Linked DNA regions of Mus musculus: all the other regions are linked to region 5. A link is a contact called in public promoter capture Hi-C data. All regions are on one chromosome and are shown on one strand. Each heading gives the region's core, a stretch centred on a gene start, on an enhancer-like site or on the middle of the called end of the contact. The rest is flanking DNA. Distances are from core to core; before and after follow the strand shown.

What was found. Promoter capture Hi-C pulls out the DNA fragments that hold promoters and counts their contacts. Capture Hi-C pulls out chosen DNA fragments and counts their contacts.
Region 1: a contact with region 5 is called in a promoter capture Hi-C map of liver, with 2.9 times the contacts expected there. The contact joins the enhancer-like site here to the promoter of Etaa1 in region 5. A contact is called at or near these places in 3 of 39 promoter capture datasets (frontonasal cranial neural crest, liver and second pharyngeal arch cranial neural crest), 1 of 115 datasets of contacts at active chromatin or transcription factors (cardiomyocytes) and 2 of 9 other capture datasets (adipose tissue and embryonic tail).
Region 2: a contact with region 5 is called in a promoter capture Hi-C map of adipose tissue, with 6 times the contacts expected there. The contact joins the promoter of Ppp3r1 here to the promoter of Etaa1 in region 5. A contact is called at or near these places in 4 of 39 promoter capture datasets (the C10 cell line, the HPC-7 cell line, liver and 1 more), 6 of 484 Hi-C or Micro-C datasets (B cells, CD4 T cells, Sertoli cells and 3 more), 3 of 115 datasets of contacts at active chromatin or transcription factors (astrocytes, cardiomyocytes and large pre-B cells) and 3 of 9 other capture datasets (adipose tissue, liver and macrophages).
Region 3: a contact with region 5 is called in a promoter capture Hi-C map of 3T3-L1-derived adipocytes, with 2.3 times the contacts expected there. The contact joins the enhancer-like site here to the promoter of Etaa1 in region 5. A contact is called at or near these places in 3 of 39 promoter capture datasets (3T3-L1-derived adipocytes, hippocampal neurons and trophoblast stem cells), 1 of 484 Hi-C or Micro-C datasets (cerebellar granule neurons) and 1 of 115 datasets of contacts at active chromatin or transcription factors (astrocytes).
Region 4: a contact with region 5 is called in a promoter capture Hi-C map of pre-B cells. The contact joins the promoter of Wdr92 here to the promoter of Etaa1 in region 5. A contact is called at or near these places in 9 of 39 promoter capture datasets (the C10 cell line, embryonic stem cells, frontonasal cranial neural crest and 6 more), 5 of 484 Hi-C or Micro-C datasets (CD4 T cells, embryonic stem cells, nephron progenitors and 2 more), 6 of 115 datasets of contacts at active chromatin or transcription factors (astrocytes, bone marrow-derived macrophages, effector CD8 T cells and 3 more) and 2 of 9 other capture datasets (adipose tissue and liver).
Region 6: a contact with region 5 is called in a promoter capture Hi-C map of pre-B cells. The contact joins the promoter of C1d here to the promoter of Etaa1 in region 5. A contact is called at or near these places in 13 of 39 promoter capture datasets (the 3T3-L1 cell line, 3T3-L1-derived adipocytes, the C10 cell line and 7 more), 9 of 484 Hi-C or Micro-C datasets (CD4 T cells, CD8 T cells, the HPC-7 cell line and 6 more), 7 of 115 datasets of contacts at active chromatin or transcription factors (astrocytes, bone marrow-derived macrophages, cardiomyocytes and 4 more) and 2 of 9 other capture datasets (adipose tissue and macrophages).

Annotation. Positions count from the first base shown.
Region 1 is chr11:18,899,342-18,902,381 of GRCm38.p6, reverse strand. All of the region lies in intron 9 of Meis1 (Meis homeobox 1), which reads left to right. Among named protein-coding and RNA genes, the nearest start is that of 8430419K02Rik, 23 kb to the right of the region's middle. Within about 2 kb of position 1,716, at least 19 of the 459 cell types and tissues checked have an H3K27ac peak or open chromatin away from gene starts, as enhancers often do. A contact at or near this core is called in liver, where this site is marked.
Region 2 is chr11:17,157,985-17,160,945 of GRCm38.p6, reverse strand. It overlaps Ppp3r1 (protein phosphatase 3, regulatory subunit B, alpha isoform (calcineurin B, type I)), which reads right to left and starts at 1,648. Exons shown (of 6, transcript NM_024459.2): 1 at 1,404-1,648. The coding sequence starts at 1,406.
Region 3 is chr11:18,579,987-18,582,885 of GRCm38.p6, reverse strand. No RefSeq gene overlaps it. Among named protein-coding and RNA genes, the nearest start is that of Gm12022, 88 kb to the right of the region's middle. Within about 2 kb of position 1,640, at least 25 of the 459 cell types and tissues checked have an H3K27ac peak or open chromatin away from gene starts, as enhancers often do. A contact at or near this core is called in 3T3-L1-derived adipocytes and cerebellar granule neurons, where this site is marked.
Region 4 is chr11:17,210,581-17,213,371 of GRCm38.p6, reverse strand. Wdr92 (WD repeat domain 92) reads right to left here and starts at 1,479. Exons shown (of 8, transcript NM_178909.4): 1 at 1,226-1,479. The coding sequence starts at 1,408. It overlaps Pno1 (partner of NOB1 homolog), which reads left to right and starts at 1,783. Exons shown (of 7, transcript NM_025443.2): 1 at 1,783-2,059; 2 at 2,235-2,384. The coding sequence starts at 1,865.
Region 5 is chr11:17,952,359-17,955,496 of GRCm38.p6, reverse strand. It overlaps Etaa1 (Ewing tumor-associated antigen 1), which reads left to right and starts at 1,622. Exons shown (of 6, transcript NM_026576.4): 1 at 1,622-1,934; 2 at 2,794-2,919. The coding sequence starts at 1,703. It overlaps Etaa1os (Ewing tumor-associated antigen 1, opposite strand), which reads right to left and starts at 1,527. Exons shown (of 3, transcript NR_131915.1): 1 at 1,412-1,527.
Region 6 is chr11:17,256,206-17,259,041 of GRCm38.p6, reverse strand. C1d (C1D nuclear receptor co-repressor) reads right to left here and starts at 1,495. Exons shown (of 5, transcript NM_020558.4): 1 at 1,384-1,495.

The sequences.
Region 1 (3,040 bases), core at 467-2,966, 950 kb before region 5:
TTTTGTTGATGGCCCACATAAAATATTGTAAATATGTTGTTTGATTCACAAACAACATGCATGGCTTTTCTAAGTGAACTTCTATGACTGATGACTTCAGTGTTGAGAGAGGTTTAAACTGAAGTGTGGTCAGTTGTGAGGTAGAACCTGCACTACACACTTTCATCTCCCTTCTCTCTGCTCATTCAGTCTCAAGTATAATCTCACTGAGAAATGGTAAAAATAACACTTTGGGACTTTCTAACTTTGGGTTTTTTTTTTTCTTTTCATTGTTGTGAGAAATACTTCTGAGAACAATATCCCTATGTTGAGCAGTTTTTCATTTGAAGTAGAAATATTGTAAGTTTTGGCAGTAGATTGTTTTTCAGGTCTTTAAATATTTAAGTATGTAAGCAAAGCTTTAAAAAACTCATTTCAGTATTCAACTTTTTATTGGATGTCTTTTTATTTATTGTTTGAGAATTTCATAAGTGTGCACAGCATGTTTTTAATCTATCCTCCCACTCCTTCTTCTAGGCAGATATCTAAAGGAAGCATAAACATACATGAACAAGCACATAAATGAACATGTACATGTATGTGCAAACTCAAAACCAATATTTGGCTCTCTTTTCTTTTTAGTATACCAACTTTTGTATGTTCAAAGTGTGAGTGTAGAACGCTTAAATAAAGACTCACAGTTTTAGGCCAGTGTTGCAGACCAGGGGCTTCCCTGTAATGAAAACTGATGTCTTATGCTGTATAGTATTAGCTGGGAATCTCAGACACACCCTGTCTCTGCAGAGTACTACCCCACAGTGCATGGAGTCAACTTCTAGCTTCTTGGCTGGTTGCTTTTCATTCTCATACTTTCATAAAAAGTCCTGATTTTAAACACTTACCCCTTTGTGCTCTGAGAAGGTGACACTGTTTTGACATGTAAACTATACATTAAATATGAAATATTATATATACATATTATATATATATATATATATAGAGAGAGAGAGAGAGAGAGAAATGTATATAGGAAGAAAACCCTTTTTGTCAATGGGTAGTATAAAGTTCTAGGCAGCACTCTAACATTTGATAAGCCATCAGAACTACTGTCCTTGATAGATTTTAGGTTGAGAATCCATGCTGGACTTCCCAAGTCTTTAACTATTGCCCTTAAAACTGTCAAGCATTCAAGCATCACTTCCTGTTTCTTACCCATGGGGGGAAGGTAGATTCTTACGCTACAGGCAGGTAAAATTGGAAGCTTATTTTTAGAAAATCTGATCTTTACTATAATAGCTGCAACAGTTAAAGGTCAAGTTTATTTCTGAATTGTTGGAGTAATGCAGCAAATACTTTTAGAAGTAATCAAAGATTCTATAAATATAGGGACCTGTTTAGATGTAAATGCTAAAACATTCACAAATTATCCTTTCAGCTTCTGTGATCTAAAAATCAATAGAGGTCAGCGGGTTCCATAGAACTATTCTGCTTTTCTTCTGATGTAATTTAATAACACATTTTACAGATGTTGTTTAAACATTAGGCGCAGATTGTTTTGTCAATAAAGCTAAACAGAGGCATGACACAAAGACAAGGGAAAAACAGATGTTTAAAAAAAAGGAGAGAGAGAGAGAGAGAGAGAAAACAAAACCAAAAAGCCACAGCAGCGTTCAGTGCAGGAGTCCCTGGGTCATTTGTTTGCTACTCAAGTGCAAAATGAAAGTGCAACTGTGCAGTGATTTCTCCTGGCTGGAAGTTACCTAGGGATGAAGCAACTCTCTCCCTCTCTCTCTCTCTCTCTCTCTCTCTCTCTCTCTCTCTCTCTCTCTCTCTCTCTCTCTCTCTCTCACACAGAGTCATTTTATTATGCAGCTGCTTCTGCTTTCCCCTTGGAGAATTGCAGAGTAACCTACATTTAAAGTGGACTTCCTAGCTGATCAGTGAAGTAACAGGTGCAGTGGGGGGTGCTGAGGGGGAGAGAGAGAGAGAGAGGGAGGGAGAGGGAGAGGGGGAGAGGGGGAGAGGAGGAGAGAGAGAGAGAAAGAGAGAGAGAGAGAGAGAGAGAGAGAGCCAGGAACATCTCAGAATGTGTTGTTCTTTAAGCTTCAGTTAATTGTGAGCCTTTTGCCCTGAGTATCAAATCTCATAACTTTACAGACACTGTGAATTTAGATTATAGCAATCAGTAATACTCGCTACATAAAATATTGTCGTTTGCTCATAAGAAAATATGAAAGTCAGTCAAAAAATGTTTACCTTGCACATTGCCGGAGACATAGCTGATGAGATGCCAGACAGTCCGGGTATTGTTTGGAAGGGAAGCTTAGCAAATAGGTTTGAGGGTGAAGATCTGTGAATTTAGAAACTTCCAGGTACTGCCATGTTGGAGAGTTTTAGGAGTTCAACGGAGAGGAGACACTACTTTTCTCTGCAGATTTGAGAAACTAACAAAGCAAATAAACATAAAACCAAAACACCACAAAACTCTCTGTAAACAATTCTCTTAGAGAAGACTTTTGCTCTGACAATATGGTAGAGTTTGCTGAAGTTTTGAATCATTGGCTTTGTCAGAATTCCTCCCATAAAATTATATCCTTAATACTGTTGAGCATGGGCACTTTAAAAAGGGCTAGCTAGGCATTGTTTCCCTGTGGTAGATGAAAGCTTAGACTCCTCCCATCAGGGAAGTCCAAACACCACTTCTTGAAACTGCTGCTTCTCTTCCTAGGCAGCATCAGAATTTTTAGGCTAAGACTATGTAACCCTACCTGAAGCTCAGACTTCCAGCTGAGGTAGCATTTTGACACCTATAGGGTGATCAAGTTAGACTCGGAGTTGGGGGACCCATTCTCTGCGAAGCTGGTATATCTGGATGTGTACAGTTGCTTTAACCTAGGGAAGGTATGGCTTGGGGTCGACTTTGAACACCATGCACAGGCTGTACTTGTGGCCAGACCTCATTACGGCAGGTTTGCCATTTTTTGTTCTGTGTCAACATGAGCCTCTAGCAAGAGAAATAGGTGCCCAGAGCAAGGGCCACACTGACTTCAGTGTATCTGAG
Region 2 (2,961 bases), core at 399-2,898, 790 kb after region 5:
CCTAAATAAAGGAAAAAAAAAATCCTCTACATTCCAAAATCATGAACCACTTTAATAAAGCTGCCCCTCTAGTGGGTCTTAACGATGCCAGTAAACCCGATATTTCAAATAAAAGCTGACTTACTCGAATATTTAACCTCAGTTTCTCTGACCACCACCACCTAATCGGTTTTCAACTGCAGTAAACAATGCACATTTGAAGCACTTAAATCTTACATGCGAGGGGGTATTGTACAATTAAAGAGTCTAAGTATCACAAATCCGCCTGAAATTCTTTGATATGTACTGAAAAGATGTTTACAGTAAGTGTCACAATCCCGTATCCTGTTTAACTAAATGACATATAACTCGCAGTGCAGCTATGTTTGTCTGTGAACACAATTCTTGATTGCAAAGACGAAACGGAGGCCCAGTGAAGCTACAGAACCAGTAAGGTAACAAGCTAAAGGCGTCATAGATTTCTTGGCTATGGTGACAGGCAGGAGGCACACCCCTAGCGTCAGCCAGAAATACTACATGGTGAATTCCACCTACGGATTAATAGGAAAGTAAGGAAGGGAAAATTTAAATCGCCATCGTTCAAAAACAACTACCACAAGCACCGGAAAAACAGAAATAAAAATACTAAGAAAATATTAACAAACCAATATGAGCATTTCTCTAGGCCCGGTGTCTTAGCTAATATACACGCTGGCCCTTTCATGTTCACCAACGCAGAGAAAAGCGGCCTCGGGAAAAAAAAAAATCCCCTACGGTTGCAAACAGCAGAGAGATAAATGCGAAAACGAGCGAAGAAGGCAAGAAAGTGGAAGGATCCCTGCCAAGGCTCGCTGCTGGAAAATGCGGAGTGAGTGGGAGGAAGCACAACTCTGGAGAAGTGGGTCTTACATAAAGCGCCATTTGCCGCACACTATCATTTCCACCGGATTTCAGAAAACCCAACCTGGAAACCCATCTGGGGGCGGAAAGTGGGTTTCACGTGGAGGAGGGTAGCGAGGGCGCAGCCCCCCGGGACCGGGGTTCAGAAAAGGCCGAACGAGCCAGACAGGCGACGGGGCCGGGGTTGCGCGGAGGCCCACGGGCTTAGGAGCCCGGGGGCGGCGGCTCTGTGGGCGCCCGGAGGCCCAGGGTCGTGCGGAGGGCGGGGGCGGCGAATCTCGGGGAGCGCGGAGACGTCCGGCGTTTGCAGGGGGCCGGGGGGCGCGCGGAGGCCCGGAGGAGGCGCGCAGGGGCTGGGGGGCTTGCAAGGGCCTTGCAGCGGCCCGGGAGCGCGCAGAGCCGGGGGCCGCGCAAGTAGCCGAGGACTTGAAACCCAGCACCTGCACCCTCCAGGCCTCTGGAATTTTCTATCCGAGAGGACGCCCCGGGCCCTCCCTCGCGCGACCGGGGAACCGAGGTCTCACCATCTTGCTCGGCGGGCGGCGCTGGCGGCGGCTGTAGGATCCTCGGGACGCGGCGACGGCGGCTTTGCTGTCCGGCGCCGGGCGGGGTGCAACGGGGCCTGGGCCCGGAGCGAGGCGGGCGGAGTCCCGGTTGGAGATGCGTCGGCGGGAGGAGAGGGTTGCAGCCTCACGCTCACAGGCGGCCCCGACTCGTTGCAGCGGCTCGCGCTGACCGCAACCTCAAGGCACGGAACAGGGCGCGCAGAGGGCGGAGCGAGCGCGGGGCGGGGCGGGGCGGAGCCTGCGGGAGGCTGACATCCGGGAACCCGCGCCCTGCCGTGCACACGCTCTCCAACCGGATTGCTCGCAGAGCCCCGCTAGCGCTCCGCCAGCGCTTTTTGCGTACCGTGCGCCGGGGGACATGGAGATGGGGGGGCAGACGTCTTGACGTTGGGAGAGCCGCGCTTCCTGTCATGTGACCGAAGGAAGGCCGGCAGGAGGAAGACTCCTGGGAGGAGAAAATGGGGAGAATGACAGGACCTGCCACAGGGCTGTGTCGCTCTTGGGGGGTGACACCATGTCACTATGGCGAGGCACGGGCAAGTCTACACTGTGGAGTCAAGCGCGCAGTTGGAAAAATAGGAGAAGCAAAGCTAGCTGCAGCTTAGGTCCTGGGAGCCACTGACAAGAGTGGGGGATTGCTTCCCACTCCAACAGACACTACCTCTAGGTTGCCCTGCAGCTGGTGCAGAAAGAAGCCTTTAAGAGAAATACTACGAGACAGACTGCCCTGTTGTCCATGTAGTAAGGGTATGTCCGTAATGGTGGCAGTTGCCTTACTATAGAAGTGAAACTACAGTAGGTAATAAAGTCCATGGAAAGAAGTTATATTTAAGAGGAAAAGATAAGTTGGTAGGAGAGATGTGATAAAGATAACGTATTTATGTTATTTATTTTAGTCAGGTTTTGAATAGATAGAAAATAAAGGTCAGGGTATGTCCTGCTCTACCTGTTTCATCTTCTGTAAGTGTAGATTATTTTTTAGCTTTTGAGAGACGAGCTTTGACTCCACTTTGAGGATGGGGGATGCCTGCACCGGAGGGGACACGAATGCTACTTACCATGTATCCAGTTCCACTCACAGACTGAAAATGCCTTATAGCTTGGCGTTGAAAGGGTGGCACCCTATGAATTTATCAGGGTAAACTGTAACAGCGCATAGGTTTGTTACAATTGTTTGGGAAACCAGGCACAAGAACGTGGTAGGCACATCATACCAAGAAAAGGGTGCAACGTCCTCACCTGGACTCCATAAAGAGATAGACATCTAGCACTGTGATGGCAACAACCCCTACCAATCTATCATCCGACCATCCTGATAGGCAAAGAACACTTGACTGCCCCTGAGGCTTGAACTCAGTTAAGTCCTCACTGTTGACAAGGTTTGGTCAACTGTCCATCTTTCTATTCCTCCAGCTGTACCATCCATCCATCCCTTCATCTGGACCTACATTTGGCTCTTAGGCCTCTACAGCTGAACTCAACTCTATAGCTTCCCATTTAAACCATTGACACTCCC
Region 3 (2,899 bases), core at 391-2,890, 630 kb before region 5:
CATTTCTAAGCAACTTAGGCTATGAATTATAAATAAACAATAGCAGGAAGACACCTGCCTATGATCTCAGCAACATTTCTTCATTGTATAAACAAACTTGGCACAAGAAATTTCTCACCCAGGCTTTTCTGGAGGGAAAGCAGTTTGATTTAGGGACTCAGATGTGGGGGTCAGAGGAGCTCCCACACTCCTGTGACCTGCCACTAGCCAGCAGAAGCCCCACCATTGTGGGACTGATGGGATCATGACAAGGGTTTGGCCGCCGCTAGACTTGTCTCTTTGCCAAGAGTGAGTGCCATGTGAAATCTGACAGCTGTCTTCCTGTCCCCTCCAGTCTGCTGTGTCACAGGAGCCAGGGAAAGGCAGGGGCACCCACAGCACCAGTTTTGGGGCAGGTGGCCCCATGAGAAGGCCTGTCCCCACTCTTCTCTCCCATTTATAAGTCATGACAGATTTACTCATCTTACTCCAAGCCATTGGAAAGGACTTGAGAGCTGTGTATCCCTTGCTCACCCACCCATTCTGTATATGAATGTGGAGGTCCTGTACTCCTTTATGCTCAGGGGTTCCCCTGAGATTTGTAGACCCTGAGCTGTGAAGAAAATGAACTGGCTTTCTCAAGCTTCTTCTTGCTTGAGAATCCTTGCCAGGGACTTTTTGATGTTAGCTTATTTCTACACTTAAGTATGTTTCCTCTTGCCAGTGTGCTATTTTCTCTTAATGTTTTTCAATTAAGATGTTCTGAGTGTCTCAGACTGGTTTGAGCTCATCTCAGGAATCCCTTAAATAGACAGGTGGTTCCAATCTCCCTTACCCTGATTGCCTTGAAAACTTATTTGTGAATCTTTTTGCTGCTAAAAGATGCTTGTATGCCTTCCAGTGAACATCTGTTTATTTTTGCATTGTGATTTTGTGGCTAGCTGTTGATGCTGCCTGTCATTTCCCAGTGACTACAGAGGATCTCCCTCTTAAAGGTAGATCCATGGCCGTGGAGAAATATAACATGCCGTGGCAACTTTATCTTCTCATGTTCCACCTGGCAGCTGGGCTGATGAAGCAGCAATACCCTGGCTGGAAACTCCAATGGCCTCTGACTCTTGTAACTTAGTTAGCCAACCCCCTTTCCCCAGGCAACAAGGCAGCTCTTGACAAAGCATGGGAGTTGGCGCCACAATGCCCTTGCTGACCTGACCATTAAAATTCAAAGTAGGAAGTCTCCAGTGGAAAAGTTCTGGCTTTAAGATCATGTCTTGTGAACAGATGGATTAAAGCCAAGTGGCTGGCTGCTCCCTCTTGCCAATGCTGGAGAGCTATTCCTATCCCGCATGGCTTCTACTCTCGCTGAATAATCAGGCTCCTTCTGGCCACCTGGAAAATACAGAGTCAAACACCTGTTTAAGTAGAGGTGGTGAGCTCTGGGCCTGCCACCACCAATCCATCTGCAGCCACAGCGCAACATTTACCAGCTGCTTTACTTAGCATGAGGTGGGAGCCTGCTATACTTCGATGAAAGCTTCAACAATACCCTTAAAGCATCGTAACACATGACAATTTCCACATCGGTGGGGACATGCAGGCTCAGAACTGATGCCTGCCAAGGTTTCCAGGGCTGGGGGAAGGCTGCAAGAGCTCAGCCCAGGCCCCACTGAACATGGACTCACTGCTGGTCTCTTAAGAACTGGGCTGAGGCAATCATTCTCTAGGAGCAGAAGGTGGCTGGGCCTAGTTGGCACTCCATTCCAGGAAAATGAATGCATTCTGTCGGAAGCACTGTGGAGACCATCATTTTCCACAGAGCAGTTCTCTCCTTTGTCTGGGGATAGCTCAGCATATAGAGAAAGCCTGAGAGAAAAGAACAGAGTATAAAGTTTGTGCCTTTTATATTGGTTTGTGTACAGCATCTGTGGTGCCCGTTGGGCTAGGAGCTACTAGCTCTTTGCTCCTTTAATTCTTTGATTGTCACCAATGCCAGGCTAATAAAAATAGTCATTAACACAAGCACACTATGGTATAAAGCAACAGCATGCTCCATCCCAATACCCAGGCCTTGTTTCTCAGAAGCAGAATGTGTTTCTGGAGAACCTCGGGTAGTTTGGTAGGAAGACGCTTGAAGAAATTCTAGAGTCTGGTTCTTACAGTTATTTATGAATAATAAAACTTTAAGGAAGAAATTATTGCCATCTTCGGTTTCTGGCCTGGGGATTTTACATCAAGGCAGAATGTTACATTGAATTAAAGTTTTTAATGAGTGTTCAGCATGTGCAATGCTTTCTAATAATTTATATTTCCAAACTTTAACCCTATGAGGAATATATTTTCCTTATAGGTGAAGAACATGATGTGAACAGAGTTGCCTACCCCCAACATCTTTGTAAGTGAGTGCTAGAGGCAGGAGTGAATCCAAGCAGTGGGGGCTTAGAGTCTGCAAACCACTCTGGTTCTATGAATCACTGGGGAACAATTATGTTCATCTACCACCAGACTGTTTAGGAGATAATTCATTTTTAAAGATTGCACAGCATCTTGCTCCTTAAGTATGTTTTTCACACTTGTTTTAGAAACTACTCTTTCAGACAGCTCTTGTCAAATAATTAAAACACTTTCTCCCACAGGTCCTCTGTGGCCTCATAGAGACGAGAGGATTGAGGCCATAACTGGGTTCTTGTCACATCTGGTAATGATCCTACTCCTTAAGAGGCTTTCTGTCCCATTACTTCTCAGACCTTTGTGATCAAAGGTCCTTTGCTGATTTGTGATATGAAGGCAATATAGGCATAGAACGGTATGGAAAGTGTGAGAAGAGGAGAGTGACTTTTCCTGTCTCTTCCTTCCACTCCTTATGAAGTTTCCTATGTTTCTGCTGTGTCACAGTTGTCTGAGCCAACTAAGAAATTGTCCT
Region 4 (2,791 bases), core at 230-2,729, 740 kb after region 5:
CTAACCTCTTATCAGCTCTCAACACCTCCGTGTGGCTGCAATTTGTTCCATTCAACTCAAATAGAAACATTTTAAATACTGTAACGAACTATAAAACTGTTACTTTGCCACAACTCAGCACTGTGGCAGGAGACCTGAACCCCAGCCCATTGAGAGCCTTGTTTGAGGATTATCAGTTTGAGGCCAGCTGAGTAACATAGAAAACACACACACACACACACACAAAAGGAAGAAAGGAAGGGAGGGAAGGAGGGATAAAGAAAATGTCAATTATTGTCCCCATTCTGTAATTGGCTCACTGGCAGCTGGATACGAAACCTGTAATCTAGTCTTGCATTATCCGCCTAAAAGTCCTTCAGTGGTGTCCTGTTTTCCTTAAAGCAAAATGAAGGACAAATCTGTGGAATGTCTTACATATCTTGCAATGGTCATTACTTATCCCTTATGAATGTGTATTTTATTTTATTTTACGGGGGTTGTGGTTGTTGCAGATAGGGTTTCAAACTGAAATTCTCCTGCTGTTTTCTCTTGATTGCCGTGAGTAAAGGTGTGCAACACCACTTCTAGCTCGTGTTTTTCTTTTTTAAAAAGATAATAAACTACCTTCCACCATTATCACTGAGCTTTCTCACATGCTGTTTTTTGTAAGAAACTTCATACTCTACTCTAAATTTGCTTTAGTTAGTTTCTACTCGTCCTGCATCTGTTTTTACTTTTATAGACCTGCACATTAGAAAACTCATCTTGATGAGTTTACATGTATGTATGCATTCTTGGTCTGGCTGTTGGACTGTCTCCCCCAACAGAAAATAAACTCCATGATATAGCTGGCATTGCAATTCCCATGCCTGGGACTATCAGGCATTGAACTGACACTTCTTGAAAGGATGTGGTATTTACTAGTTCGTCATCAACTTTGTTGTAGGTATCCCGGTGCCTCCTTTGGTTTTGCTTGTATGAAATGTGGGTTTATTGCATATATCTACTAGTAGACTACGACAACTGCTAACAGCCTATAAGGTCCAAGAACGTTGCCACGAAATGTTAACTTCACTTCCCAGAAACCTTGCAACGGACTGCACGGAGGATGGTGGGAGGAAGAGGCTGCAGTGAGAGCCTAGTTTGAAGTATTTCTCAATCTGTCACCTCCTTTCTGTTTCTGCTGGAGCATTGAGGAATCAGACCCTAGATCACGCAAACCCAAACGGTCCAAGCCTGCACCCACCTCCCGCAGCAGCTTGAGGTCCCCGCGCTGGATCTCGTACACCTGGATAACGCCGGTGCCCCGGGCAAAGTTGCCCATCGTCACGAATTTGGCACTGCAGGGCACCCATTTGCTGTCGAACACTGTGTAGTTGAGGCCCTTTTGAATGTGGACAATGATCTGAGGCTTCTCGAAGGTGGACATGGTGTAGATGCAACCAAACGCTAACTTGGTAACCAGACTGCAAACAGATCAGGGGCAGTTTGTCCCTCCCTAGCCGCATTCTACCCGGAAGCCTTAGCAAGTTGGGCTTGGATGCCTCCGAAAATGCCGTGTGAGCTACTGAGACCGCAACAGATGCTTCTCCACACATGGCACAAGCTAATTTACTGCCGTTACCACAACGACTTTACATAGACACAGTAAAGACTGTGAATGCTTCGGCTGCGAGCGTATGAGGGCACGGAGACATTAGCAAACAGGCATATCCCAGGACAGCAATTCCGAAACGCGGACCAATCCAGCCTTAGGCCCCTGGCATGGACCCCGCCTAGGAAAAGGGGTGGTGTCTTCAAATCGATTGGTGGAGGCTGGCGCATGCGCTGTACAACCACGCACGTGTTCCTCTAGTCGTACTTGCCGGGATTGATCTTGGCCGAGATGGAGACGCAAAGCACCGGAACGGAGGACGGCTTTACTCCCGTCACGCACAGAGGGGGCCGCCGGGCGAAGAAACGACAGGCTGAGCAGTCGTCAGCGGCGGGACAGGATGGAGAAGCCGGACGCATGGACACGGAGGAGGCGCGGCCGGCGAAGAGGCCGGTCTTCCCGCCGCTCTCCGGGGATCAGCTCCTGGTGGGGATCAGGACGGGACGGGACGGGGCGGGGCGGGGCCCGGGCGTCCAGGTGAAAGGGTCGGTTCTCGGTTTTGTTTTGTTTTGTTGTTTTGGGGGGTTTGTTTGTTTGTTTGTTTTTTCGCCTAGGCCCGCATCTCTCAGTCGCCTCCTGAGTGTGTATGTTTTTATTGCAGACTGGGAAAGAAGAAACGAGGAAAATTCCCGTCCCAGGTAACAGATACACACCGTTGAAAGAAAACTGGATGAAGATATTTACTCCGATTGTAGAACATTTGGGACTTCAGATACGCTTTAACCTGAAATCAAGGAATGTAGAAATCAGGGTAAGGAAGAGGGTAGCCATTTCGTAGCCTACCATTTCGTAGTTTCAGCCTTAATAAAAGTAGACAATGATACACGGTAGTGCCTAAACAAGTGGTAATTGTAGGTACTTTCTTCAGTGTAAGTGCTCTTTTTGGAGGAAACGTGTGCCACTTAGAAAAAAATGTAAATTAATTCCTTTATTTTTTTTTCAGTAGATCTTCGGTGTCAGTGCCAAATTAATTTTCCCATATCACAATGCTTTTATTATGGTATTCTAGCCTCCTCGGCATTCCTAAGGGATAAAGGCCAGACACTTGACTAAGCCTGCCTTTCAAGTAGGAGACCCAGTTGTGTTTGTTTCCCTTTTTTTTGTTTTTTTTTGTTTTTGGTTTTTTTTTCCCCTGCCAGTATCTTTGGTGGCTCTGGT
Region 5 (3,138 bases), core at 373-2,872:
CATAGTCCTTCCTCATTATTTAAATGGCTTTTATTTGTATTATACAAAGCCTGTACTTAGGTGTAAGTCAGTGCTTCCACCTAAGCACTTTATCTGTCCCATCCATTTATTTGTCTGTCCCTTCACCGCTAGAACATTGTTGTAAGTCTTAACCACTCTCCTGACATTTGGGTGAGATTCAGCTTCATTATGCTTCAAGAGATCAAGAAATTTCTTGTCTCTTTTTCCTTTTTCATTCCATGTCTTAGAGTAAAGGTATCCTCCCTTTGCACAGGCATGTGCCTCCCGCTCTGAGACTAAGGGCATCAGCACTGACTATACACCAGTTTGGGAAGAATTGACTCTTTAACAGTAGTGAGTGACACAGACCACAAACACAGCATAGCCCTTTTTATTTTGGCCTTCAATTTATTTCTAAGGTGTTTTATAGTTCTCTCTGTAGAGTTGGCACTCTTTTGTTTTACTATTTATCGCAAATCATATTCTTTAAAAACTTAGAATTTGGTTTATTACTAATCTATTAAAGCACAATTAACCTCCGAGTTTCACTTTATTTGGGGCATGGAAGAAGGCACAACTACGCTGATGATTCTGTTCAGGACCTAGACCTGTGGTCCTAGCACTGACAAGCTTGAGACAGGAAGACCAGGAGTTCACAGCGAGACTGCATTAAATAAGGAGGCAGGGCACACATAAGACACTGTCTGAAAAACAAAAAGACAGACACACTTCATGATAAGGAAACTGGAGTGTTACAGATATAAAACCAAATAATCTTTATGGCTATCTTTAGTGCCCTAAGTAGCCATTAAGGACCCAGCTGTCAGGATTGGCATCCTGAAGGCTAGCAGGTAAAAACTTTGGAATGCACTGTTACCAGATCACTAACTTCCATCAACGAAAGGATGGGTCTCATAAATTATATCCTTACCTAAAGCCTATGGACGAATCATCTCCTGCTTTGCTGTAACCCACCTACTACCTGTTGTCCCCAACAAAGCGCCTGGCAAATGCTTTGTTTTTTGTTCTGTGACTGTTAAAGTCTGTGCGATTGCTTTTATATTGAAACATGTTTTTAGGCCAACCTGAATCAATGCTCCCTGGCCATGGAAATTATTACTTGATTCAAAATAAACACTATTTTATTCCTACTAAGATGACAGCTCTGTTTTGCATGTACAGTTTCCAGCGACTGTTAGTTTATTAAATTAATACGTTTTCCTACATTTTGGAGCTACGCACATAACAGAACATCTATGAACTATTGCGTTTATTACCTCCTAAACTATAGTCTTTATTTTCTCATATTATCGAATAACACACCATCATTTGAATCTTAGAAATAATCAATTAAATTTTAAATTCAATAAGAATCTGTCATTGTATATGAACTCTTTACTGTCTCACATACCAAGTTCCTGTCACAGATCCAGAAAAGGGTCCTGCAGTTCCTGCTAAGTTGGACGAGTCTGATGGTAGACCTCAGAAAACTCCTGTTTCCTCAGCCCTGGCCGCAGCCTTCTAACCCCGCCCCTCACACTGACGCAGCCAATCCGCACCATGCGTAGTAACCCGCCCCTAGACGGAGGCAGCCAATTAGAAGCAGCGTATTTTGCGCGCCCGACTTGCAAAGATGGCGCTGCACGGTGGCGCGCGGGCTCTCTGTCGAGCAGTTGCCCTGCTCCGCTGTAGCAAAATGTGAATGCAGCTGAAGGACGGTGGCACGGGAATGAGTCGGCGAAGGAAGCATGCGGACAGCCCTGCCCGGAGGAGCACGCCGCACAGGGCGGCTGCTAAGAACTGCCGCCCGGCGGCAGAGCCGTGGCTGCGGGAGTCCAGGGCGGCCTGCAGCTCCCAGCTCCGCCGGGCGGGAACGCGGTCTGCGCGGCGGGCGCAGCGGCAGGCAGCGGCTGACGGCGGGCGCAGTCCCCGGGGTGAGGAGAGGGCGGGGAGCGGAGCCTGGCGGTGCAGACCGGGCGGGAGGCCTGGGGCTGCAGAGCCGAGTCCGGTAAACCGGGCCTTTTCTGAACGTCTGGTTGTGGGCGGGGCCTGTGCCGTGGACTGTGTTCCGGAAACTGGGCACCTACGCTGGTTGTTGTTGTTTTCCTCGCTGTTTTGTTTTGCAAAAAGGGCCACCTCAGAAACCGTAGTGTGCTCCCGGAACTTGCTAGGTGTAACATCCGGTTAGCCCAGCAAACCGATGGCGCGTTCATTTCTGTAAACTTGGAGTTAAGAGATATCTATCCCAATAAGGACCAAACTCATAACCTCTATCCTAGGGTGTGTCCGTAAAATACAATGTCTGTTACCTTGCTTGTTTCTGCTATGAATAAAACGAGGCTGGGAAAGAAAAATAACATTGTAAACCTTCAAGTGATTCTAGACAGAGCTTCCCTAGAAACAAATCACTATTGGTTTTGGGGTGTATGGAGTAAAAAAAAAATTGGGTCGAGTTTACAGGAGGGGCCTTGTGAGAGTTTAGCTTGGCTTTCTGTTTGGATGCATTTCCTGTACATCTGCTGACGTCATGGAGGTACCTAAAGCCTGGTGATAGTAATTCAGTGATCAGATGGTATCATTCCTGGGCCTATGGAATTTTCAAAGAACACTTCCTAACTACAGTGCTAAACTTATGAAGTATTAAGATATTATTTTCATTGAAACATTTCTATTGTGGTTAAAGTAACTGTCTTTAGGAGACAAGCTTTGTATTGGACATGAAAATTAATTGTTTGACTTTAGCTTTTATGAAGTAACGTAACACTTAGAAGCAATGATTGTCATCTTATGCAGGAAAGGAGACGCCAGTACAAATCGTGAAAATGGATTTATTATCCTGTACCTTCAGTTCTCCAAATGATCCAGATGGACAAACTGATATCTTCTGGGATCAAAATTCTCCAATGACAAAGCAGTTAGGTAATCTGTTGTTATTTTTATGTGGGTAGGTGCTTGAAGAATTATTGTCGGTAAAATTTTAGTCTGGTAACATCATAATACAACGGTTTTGGGTTTTTTGTTTTGTTTTTTAGAACCTCATGTGTGATTTTTCTGTCTGATTCTAGGGTGGAGTCATTAAGTTGTACTGATTACAATTGTTTCCTAAAAAGTGACAACTGATTTTAGAATTCTTGGTCT
Region 6 (2,836 bases), core at 246-2,745, 700 kb after region 5:
ATTTTAAAGTACATAAATTACAAGGACCTGTTAAGACTGGAGCCACACCAGAATCAACTTCTAATTTAATGCTTACTTCAACATGTTTTCAAAATGAAAGAAAGAAAGCAGCAAAAACTATCTTCTCAAAAATGTGGGGCTTGTTTTTACAATTACCTCTAAAGTAATAATAATACATAAGGTTGTGATGTAGACAAAATAAATATCAATAAAACTCTTAAAGCTATACTCCATTAGTAGAATGCTCAAAGTACTAGTTCATAATATTAGTTATTATTTAAGAAAGTGGAAATAACAAAGAGGTAATCCACTGTAGACTATTCAGAGCCATACATGAAGAGTCAAATGCTTGCAAACAAGTGCTACTGTTTACCCATAGAACTTTTCAAAGTTAAAAACAAGAGAAAACTGCATCCCTATAGGTACCGGAAAGCATCCACAACATCTCTGATTTGGGAATTTCACTTCTATTACTAGAAAACAACAAAAACTGTTCACACTGTCATCTTATCTTGTAACAAAACAATTCAGTCTATCAATTCCACCATCCAGAAGTAGTTTTCTAAAGTTCAATAAGGATAGCTGTCATTTATAAATAAAAACTAACGTTGATACTTAGTTCTGTCTACTCTTAGTCCAAACAGGTTAATAATTACACCACAGACATCTCACCAGGGCAAATACACCTTTTCCAAGCCAAAACTAAATTGTAGTCAACACATTTTAAGTCATTAACGCTATCTTCCAACAGAAATTTGAGCCACGATGAAATTTTCCCAGATGACACTGAAAAATTCCTCTTAATACAATCCGCTACAGCAGAAAGCTGCCGGCCCGGCCCGGTTTCCCACGCCTTTAATCCTAACACCTAAGAGAGGGAGGCTGATCTCGGAGTTCGAGGCCAGCCTGTTCTACAGATCGAGTTCCAGGACAGCCAGGGCTATACTGAGAAACTGTGTCTCGGAAAAGAAAAAGTAAAATTAAGGAAACCCTTGTTTCAAAAGGGCTAACACTGCCACCGCAAGCATTCCGACCTTGGGCGGAACAGGAAGGGCTGCACGCAAAGTTACTTTTTCCACCTTCCATTTTGTCTCCGTTTAGATTTGGAATCAGCTAGAAGCTGATGGCGTTGGGTGTTTTACTTGTCGCTTTTCAACCTCTGAAAGGCAACGTTAACAGTGGCAGCGAAATGAAGACGGTATTGACAGAGAAACTAAAGGCCAAAGCAAAGCCCGAGAGCCGCCACTGCAGGGACTACGCTAGAAGCGAGCAGTCCCGCTCGGCTCCTCCCAGTCGGCCACAGGACGGACGTGATCCCGGGGTGCGGGAAAAGAGACTGTGACGGGAGCACGACAAGCACCCGAACGCGGTTCTGCACAATACCTCAATACCGTGGACGCCTGTCTCCGGGAAATAGGTCGCACGATGATGACGCCATGACACGGCTTCTGCCTGCCGCCCGTGCGTCTCTCCCGGTCGTGCGCGTGCGCACTTCAGTCCCGAGGCTTGCCCCGCCTCTGTCCATCCAGGAGCTAAGTGCAGTGGTCTGTCTGTCTGTCTGTCTGTCTTTCTTTCTTTCTTCTGTCTGTCTGTCTGTCTTTCTTTCTTTCCTTCTTTCCTTCCTTCCTTCCTTCCTCCCTCCCTCCCTCCCCCCTCTCTCTCTTTCTCTTTTTGACACATTTTTTAATTAACTATTTATTTACATTCCAGGCGTTACCCCCCTCCCGGTCCCCCACCCAGTTCCTCACACCATTCTGCTCCCCATCATCTATCTCCCCATCCCCCATTATTGGGGCCTCAAGACCCTTGGGAATTGGACCCATCTTCTCCAACTGAAGCCAGACTAAGCAGACCTCTGCTACATAGGTCCCAGGAGGCTGGGGAATGGGTGGCACTTGGCTCAGCCCATGTATGCTGCCTGGTTGTTGGCTCAGCCTCTGGGAGCCCCCCGGGGTCCGGGTTGGTTGAGACTGCTGATCTTCCTATGGGGTCACCCTCCCCTTCAGCTCCTTCAACCCTTCCTCTAATCCAACCGTAGGGGTCTCTAACCTCAGTCCGACAATGGTTGGGTGTAAGTATCTGCCTCTTTCTCAATCAGCTGTTGGTAGAGCCTCTCAGAGTGGACAGCCATGCTAGGCAAAGAACTTAAAGGTCTCCCGCCAAGGTGGCAAGATTGGAGTCGAAGGCCCTGGCATTTTGTCTAGATTAGGCTTCTTCAAACTGAATGTTCCTTACACCTTTGTCCATTTCTTTGCTTTGATGGAAGTTGGGTCCCTCCGGACCAAACTGTGCACCTCAGATTAATCTTTGGAGGGGCTTCCCTAATATAGTGCCCGATACCTGGTTAGGTGATAGTTATGAAAAATAGTTTCAAAAATTAAATGAGGGTGTGAAGATATGAAAAGTACAAGTTCATATTTTGTGTTGTTTTTGTTTTTGAATGGGTCTCACTGTGTGATATAGCTGACCTTGAATTCAGGATTATCAGTACTAGGGTTACAGGCCGTGCCATCATTCCTAACTGTGTTCGATAGTTTTATGTCAACTTGGCACAGGTCTCCTGAGTGGAAGGAATCTCAATTAAGAAAATGCCCCATAAGGTCAGGTTGTAGGCAGTCCTGCAAGGCATATCATTAGTGATTGACAGGGGAGGGCCCAGCCAATTATGCATGGTGCCATCCTGGACTGGTGGTCCTAGGCTGTCATAAGAAAGTAGGTTGGGCAAGCCATGAGCTCCTGCCTCCAGGTTCCTGTCCTGTTTGAGTCCCTGCCTTTACTTCCTTAGGCAAGAGCGGTAATATGGAAGAGTAAGCCCTAACCCCTTCCTTCCCCAACT